Linked DNA regions of Mus musculus: region 2 is linked to region 1. The links are chromatin contacts, called in public Hi-C maps. All regions are on one chromosome and are shown on one strand. The core of a region is the stretch at or near the end of the contact, and the rest is flanking DNA. Distances in the headings are between cores, read along the strand shown.

Evidence for each region. Hi-C and Micro-C count contacts between places; a contact is called where the count stands out from the background.
Region 2: a contact with region 1 is called in a Hi-C map of cerebellum, with 2.8 times the contacts expected there. The contact joins two enhancer-like sites. A contact is called at or near these places in 2 of 484 Hi-C or Micro-C datasets (the N1E-115 cell line and cerebellum) and 1 of 115 datasets of contacts at active chromatin or transcription factors (differentiating embryonic stem cells).

Annotation. Positions count from the first base shown.
Region 1 is chr16:85,298,652-85,302,506 of GRCm38.p6, reverse strand. No RefSeq gene overlaps it. Among named protein-coding and RNA genes, the nearest start is that of Gm41483, 23 kb to the left of the region's middle. Within about 2 kb of position 2,181, at least 3 of the 459 cell types and tissues checked have an H3K27ac peak or open chromatin away from gene starts, as enhancers often do. A contact at or near this core is called in cerebellum, where this site is marked.
Region 2 is chr16:85,678,499-85,682,353 of GRCm38.p6, reverse strand. No RefSeq gene overlaps it. Among named protein-coding and RNA genes, the nearest start is that of Gm52244, 120 kb to the right of the region's middle. Within about 2 kb of position 1,798, at least 26 of the 459 cell types and tissues checked have an H3K27ac peak or open chromatin away from gene starts, as enhancers often do. A contact at or near this core is called in cerebellum, where this site is marked.

The sequences.
Region 1 (3,855 bases), core at 932-3,431:
GTGTTAATGTTTTCTTTGGGGGACAGCAGATGCAAGCTGAGCGCTCCTGGAAGGACTTGACCCTGTACCTGGACTTACCATAGAGAACTCTGTTATCCAAATTCCATCTCCTAAGAAATGGTCCCACAGCCAGGATGGGACTAAAAATGGCCTATTCCCCTTGACTTCATTTGTGAGCATTGGAAGTACCATTCACCTCTGTTGTTTTAGAATCACCTGAAGTCTCTTTTGCACCTGCACTCTGTGTCAGCTTTTTGGTCCTCTCAGTCTTGATACCTGATTTATTTACTTTTCTGTTGCAGTGATAAAATATTATGACCTACAGCAACTTAAGAAAGAAATCTTCTGGCTTATTAGTTATGAGGGATTCATTCCAGAATCCCAGGGGTACTGGCAGCTGACAGCTAAAAGAGGACGCTGAGCGCTCACATCGTTATCCACATGCAGAAAGCAATGCGAGCGAATTCAAAGTAGGACCAGGATGTAACTCTCAAAGCCGGATGTTCCAGTATCATGTCTTTATAGTTCCATAACCTCCCTCAAGCAGGGCCACCAACCAAGGAACCAACTGTTCAAATATGTGAACCTATGGGAGACATTTTTTCACTCAAATCACCACAGCAAGTGAACTTTCTTACCACTGCATCTTACAAGATTATACTTTAATAAGTCTATTTTTGTCTGCAAGTCTTGGGCTCATAATCACTTTTGGAGAAGCCCAAACTGAATGAACTGATGAAAGAAGCAATTCCAGGAAGGAGACTCTAAAGAAAACACTAAAAGGTGGTTGAACTTCATCTCCTGCCGCCTGGCTGACAATGAGATGCCACCACCCATAGCAACTAGAATACAGATGGAACCTAGCATGCTCCAGTAGAGACATCAAAACATTCCTTCTGTACACTGAGATAGTGTGCCAATGGATAAGACATCACTAGATACTGCAGTGCACCTAACTTTGGTGAGAAATGAGAAGGGAAGTACCAGGGTATAACTGGGTTGCTGAGTGTCACTATAAAGTGTCAGATAAAGGCTGAGTCACAGACTAAGGAACTGAATGAAGATACTAATCATTAGGGCTGGAGAGATGGCTCGGCAGTTAAGAGCACTGACAGATTACTGACTGTTCTTCCAGAGGTCCTGAGTTCAATTCCCAGCAACCACATGGTGGCTCACAACCATCTGTAATGGGGTCTGTTGCCCACCGGTCTCCAGAGTACTCATACAAATAAAGTAAATAAATAAATATTTAATAATATACATGCATATATATGTATACATACAGACATGTAAAAAAAAAGAAACTAATCATTGTAGGCCAGGGTGCATATTAATGTGTTTATTTGAGTTATACAAGAAACAAAATTGGACATTTTCTTGACCAAGAAGAAGAAGAAGATTGGAGAGAAGAATAAGTAGAAAGAGGCTGGCTTGTTTGACAGGAATAACTGGCTGTGCTAACCAGGTAGTGTGGTAGGGCACACATAAGCACAGTGAGCTAAATGGTTGTCTCCCAGCTGTGGGAGCTAGATAAAAGGCTCTGGAATACATATATTTAAAGGCCTATGCAAGATAACAATAAGCTTTCTTTGTACCTAAGCTCTTTGTACCTAATTAAATTTATGACCTGCCAACTTAAAATTCTTTCAACAACTTTTAGTGAATGAGAAAAACCGATGAAGAAGATTATTCTAGATCTTAAGGTAGAAACACACCTTAGAGCTGTGTAGTTTCTTGACACAATGACTTTTTGGGGGGGAGGGGCATGAATGAGATGACGTGCAATCAATTTGTGTCGGAGTAGGCTCTAGGACTGCAGCCAGAGTGTCCTGGTTCCCTACGGGGGTGTTCAGTTTGATACATTTACTTTCTGAAATCCTGCCCTCGCCTAGTGGTAGATGAGCCTCTAATACAGAAGACAGATACTGCTAATTTGAATAAGCAATTCTCTGCAGGAGAAAAACGCCCAGGCAAGGCAGAAGCTGTCCATGGCTTACCGGTAAGGGAATCTTGCTGAGACACCCAGGCGAAGAAAGTGGGTGAGAGAAAGCTAAGCACTCTGAAGAATTAACATTTGTCTCAAGCCTCTCCTGATTGGCCACAGGTTACTTTACAGTGCCAGGCCAGCTACTGAACTGGAAGATAAATTCCACCCAAGCTGCACACGGTGATCACATCTGTCCCCTGACATGTGTGTTCTCTGAGCTTACCCGGTTTCCCTTCCTCCACTGCCAGACTTCAGCCTGACACCCAATGGCTTCCCAATATGTCCCCCGTTCAGAGTTAATTAGCACAATGCCCTGGAGAGTTCTGCAGGCCCCAAACAGAGCCTCGTTAGATCCGGAGCTTGGCTCAAACACAGTGAGATTATATATCCTACTTTGGGCCAAGAAATAACTAACTTCTCTGTGACATTAATGTTTCATTTCTGTGGGTGGTTGCGCTGTATCGTGATGTTGGGATTTTCATTTCTGTTTTGTTTGCTTATATCAGGGGAGTTATTGCTTGCAGAATTGGTTCGAGAGACTAACCCCAAAGCCTGCTATTCTAAGTCTGGGATCTGTCAATGAACTGTATCCCTCAACTCTTTCCTCATTTATTTGTCTCCCATTCTTCCGAATGGTTGAAGGGTTTGGAGTTTTGTTCTGTTATTCTGAAGTATTTGTTTTCTTTTCTTTCTTTTTTATTTTATTTCTAAGTGAGGGTTTACCTGTTTATACTCAGAAGAGTATGGAAGACATGAGTGGCTTGAAAGTGTGTAAGTAAAGGAAGGCATTGAAGTGTATTAAATTCCTCTGCCTTTCATTTGCGATGACTGTAGTACTACATAGTCTAACATGAGAAACTGCATTTTAATAGACAAAGAAGCACCCATGTAAAAGAGCACACAATTCGAGTGGAATATTCCATAAGCAAAGAACAGGAGCTGAGATGACTCACGATGAAAATCCCTGAGAGGTTCAGTGGCCATTAATTCTAAGCAGATGACATTAACAGATGAGCAATCAATACTTTTTTAATTGGAATGCTGCTCCTTTCTTGGTACCTACATAACACAGTTCATTAAGGAGAAAGTATAAATTATTTTTTCATAGCTTCCAGTTCAGGACTGGAGAACAGCTCTTGCTTGAATAAAGACCTTTTCCTTACTCGTGGATTATCATCTCACTATGACGGGATAACTCCACTGACATCTGAGACACCAAGTCTAGAGATAACCTCTCCTGTTCATAGAAATTCTTACTCCATAGAACCCTGCCCTCCACCTCTGACAGTTCAGAGGAAGTAGCCTTGATGCTTGAGAGATGAAATTTTCCCTTCTGGAAAGATTTTTTACACATTGAAAAGTCTGTCATCCAGGGCGAGGGGTCCAGGTTTCACTCTGAAGCAATTCTTCCAACCCATTGACTTCTCTTTGTCACAGGGACATCGTCTAGAGAAGGAAGATGACGGCATTCACTTCCTTGAGATTGTGGTAAGGACTGTAAAGAAGAGCTCTGCAGCATAGATCAGCGTGACAGTAGCATTTACCAACACTATGGGATGAATATTCTCTATTCAAAGCCTTAACAGCTCACCTGCTATTCAAAACAGAAATGTCATGAGGTTTTAGAGGACCAGACAGTTTCCTCAGAGTTCATGGTTGCCTGCTGGCATTCACAACTTTCCTTACTTCCAAATTTCACATCCTTCTCCAGGCTACTCCCAGATTAAAGTCCATTGTTCAGACTTTGATGAACGTCAAACCTCCTTCCTGCTCCAGATAAAGTGAAAGATGAACGATGAATAGGGCAGGATACTGCCTCCAAAATCAGCAAGGAAGGTGAGAGTGAGTGCAGAGGGTTGGGAGTTCTG
Region 2 (3,855 bases), core at 549-3,048, 380 kb before region 1:
CTCCTCCCTTTCCCCAACTTCACACACTCACACACACACACACACTCTCTCTCTCTCTCTCTCTCTCTCACACACACACACACACACACACACACACACACACAGAATATATACACTGACAAATAATTTTTACTTCTTTTTTCCATGTCAAATGTAAGTGTTAATATTATAACAGATACCAAAGAGCTCTCAGGTTTTCACCATTAAGACCTACATATTCAGAGAATTAAGAAATCATTTTAGCTTTGCTAATTACGATGAAACATTTCTAAAGTGTCTATAATAAAGGCCTCATGAATATTATCTAAATTTCATTCCAGCAACATACCAGGCAGACCGTGTAGCTGTTAGGAATTTTTGTGATAACAAGTACATTGTCAAGTACAAGCTTCCACAATAAAAGAAGGTGACTAGGTAACATGTTCTAAGTAACTCTGATTGGCTGATAACTTTTGAGAGGGAAGAAAATGCGAATGAGCATCTAATTCTCCACTTGAGATTGAGTTGCCAAGTTGCAAAGATGTAGATAATAAATATTGTTGACTCCTAGCTAGCATAATAATGTAAAGGAATACAGCATTTTCATAACTGGCATACCATTTCAATGTGTTTCTATGTCCATCATTTTAAAATCTCACTTAAAGCCTAACAGACATTACCAGAAGTGCACGTTACACACACATACACATTTATAGCATTTAATTGAATACTAGTGTAGCTGTGACTTTTCTCATTGCTATGATCAAGCCTCAGACTGGATTCATCTGAATGGAGGAAAGGTTTATGTTCGCCTGGGTGTCACGGGAGTGAGGTGGTGGACAGAAAGGAGAGTCTGTCTGGGACCCCAGCCTAAACTCAGGGTGGGTCTGCCCACCTCAGTCAACTCAGTCTAGAAACTCCCTCACCAAGGTGTCCAGTGATTTGTGTCTGCAGCAGTTCTGAGTCCTGTCAAGCTGACTGGCCATCAATACTAGCTATCCCACCAGTTGCTAAACATTTTGGCACAAATTATGATCCATTAGTTCCCAAGAAAAATAGAACACTGTTTCACTGAAACTCTGACCATGACTGAATAATTTTCCCTGTTTTAACTCTTGGGATTTTTGTCTTATTCTTTCTGCCACTGTTTACAATATTAGATCAGTTTTGCCTATAGTGCTAAGATCTAAGGACAGCTAAAGAACTTCTACATGTGTCTAAGAGGGTTTATCTCACATTTTTGCTAAGCACCACTTAACTAGTTATTGAAATGCTCTTTAATTTTACCACTAATTCTTATCTAGCTATTTGAAATGTCAATATTAAGGAGGCTTCCCCAAAACAATATTGTTACACTTTTTGGAAACATCTATTGCTTACATTATGATTAATGAGAGAGAGAGAGAGAGAGAGAGAGAGAGAGAGAGAGAGAGAGAGATAACACACATATGCAAATGATATCCTTCAGCAGGCTTGTGGTTGTATATATTTCCAAAGATTCATTTCCTGTGCCTCTATCACTTGCTCTAAAGATAAGAACATCCCCATCTAAAAACCGTCACTCTTTCTTCTCAGGCGTCCGTCCTCCGAGGGTCTCTGCCTACGAAATCTTCTCTGGCAATCATCATCGCCCAGCCTGCAGATCAGGTTTCCTTGCTTCTCCCTTTCTGTTCCTCTTGCCTTTGCTGGCTGTGTCACAACTCTGTGGGTGGTCTGCTGTCATCACACTGTGCACCTGTCCCAATTAGCAAGCCTGAGCTGTTGCCAACACAGCAGGCTGAGTGCTGCTAAGCTGCCCCGTGGTGTGACCTCATGGCTCACCAGGCAGCATCTGGATGGTAGGTGCTGTCTAGACACCCGTTGGCTGGGACTGCGTGGTAGGCGAAGGGTATGGAGCCGGAGGTTTCTCACAGCATGGTTCAAGGTCAGAAAAGCACTCATGAGAAAATTAACATCTGGGACCAACTTACCCATCTCTGTCCTCTGGGAGCATCATGGGACCTGACACATACCAGCCTCAGATATTTGTTGAAATGTGTGTAGCAACTCTGCTTTTCCTTTGTGATCACAAAATCTAGAGTAATGTTGAGTCCAAGTACAGGACAACTCATGGGAGAAGAATTCTGGATTCCAATCTTCCTCTGCTGTATTTCAGCTTTGTGACAATGACTGTGTTTGTGGCGACCCTTTGCCCCAGTTTCATACTCTGTTTGCCCATCAGTGGCCTTGTTAGTGTGACCGGGATTCTTATTTAAAAAACAAAGGAAGAAAGGAAGGAAGGAAGGAAGGAAGGAAGGAAGAAAGAAAGAAAGAAAGAAAGAAAGAAAGAAAGAAAGAAAGAAAGAAAGAGAGAAAGAAAGAGAGAGAGAGAGAAAGGAAGAGAGAAAGGAAGAAAGCAAGCAAGCAAGCAGTGGCTTTGAAAAGTACTTAACATATAACTAAGAGACAAGTTTAAAGCTCAGAAATCACTGCAGTTTTGTTTGTTTTTGAGACAGAAACTCTCGTGGCCCAGAATGGCCACTCGAAATCCCTGGGTAACTAACGATGGCTTCAAACCTGTGATTCTTCTGTAACTAGCTCCCATGGGCTGGGATTACAGGCCTGAGCCATAATAGACTGTGTGGTTCTAGAGACAGAACCAGATCTCATCCATGCTGGGCAAGTTCCCTATGAACTGAGAAACATTCCAGCCTCATACCGTAATGTTTTTTTTAAAATCACAGTTCATTTCATCTGTAATCTTCTACTCAGCCTACCCACTTTGATAATTTTCCCACTCCTGTGCTTTTTAAATAGGACACCTATTTAACAACATTGCCAGTGAGCAATCAGAGTTAGTCAAAAGCGCTTCTTTACCTTCCTGTACTCCAGATCTTAAACTGGCCTCAGTAATGTCTTTGCAAAGACAGAGACTCCCAGCAACATTCTTGGGACCTTCATAAAGAGAGAGGAGAGGTGAGAGAATGTCCTAAGTCTTCCCTCCAAGCCTCAGCCATAAGTTTTTGATACACAGGTGCTAAGGAACCAGGCACCTCAACCTTGAGTTGTTGTCAGAAAACAATAAAGTGAGAAATGGAAACAGGAATCACTTTGACACAAGCATTCCCTAGGACTGAATGTTATTCTGGGTTTTATGTCTGCAGGTTTTATACAGCAAGGTGGGCTGTTCTCAGAGAGAGAGAAGGATACAGAGATGGCCTGTCCTTAGGGAGAGAGAGAGAGAGAAGGATACAGAGATGGCCTGTCCTTAGAGAGAGAGAGAGAGAGAGAGAGAGAGAGAGAGAAGGGAAGAAGGCAAGGGGGAACCTGCTGGAAGAAACCTTGACACATCCCAATGACTGGCTCAAGAGAAATTGAGTGAGATTGGAATTCTGCCATTGGTTCATTCATGGCTCTTAGCCAGAGGCTGAAGATCTCTCCCGAGGGGTTGATGGAGCCTCCTTTCTGCATTTATCATGACAAGTGATCATGAGGAAGGAGCCTCTGAAGGAACAGTTAAATGAGTTGTTTTCCTGTATTCAAGCACATCTCTACACACACACACATACACACACACACACACACACACACACACACACACAGAGACAGAGAGACAGAGACAGGGAGATAGAGAGATAGACACAGAGACAGAGAGATCTGTTTTTGTTTACTATTTGCACAGGAGTTTGGTTTTAATATATTAATCAATCATGAAAAAAAAACCCTCAGGAAAAGTTTATGAGCAAGAGGGAAATCCGTTGGCCTCCTGTCTTGTACATCTACATTGTATTTAACCAGATGGTTTCATGACATTTGCTGAGTCCAGCATAGTACAAAGTATAGCTTCATCAAACCCTGTAGCATGCTGTCTTGGTGGATCCATATCCAGATGATGGA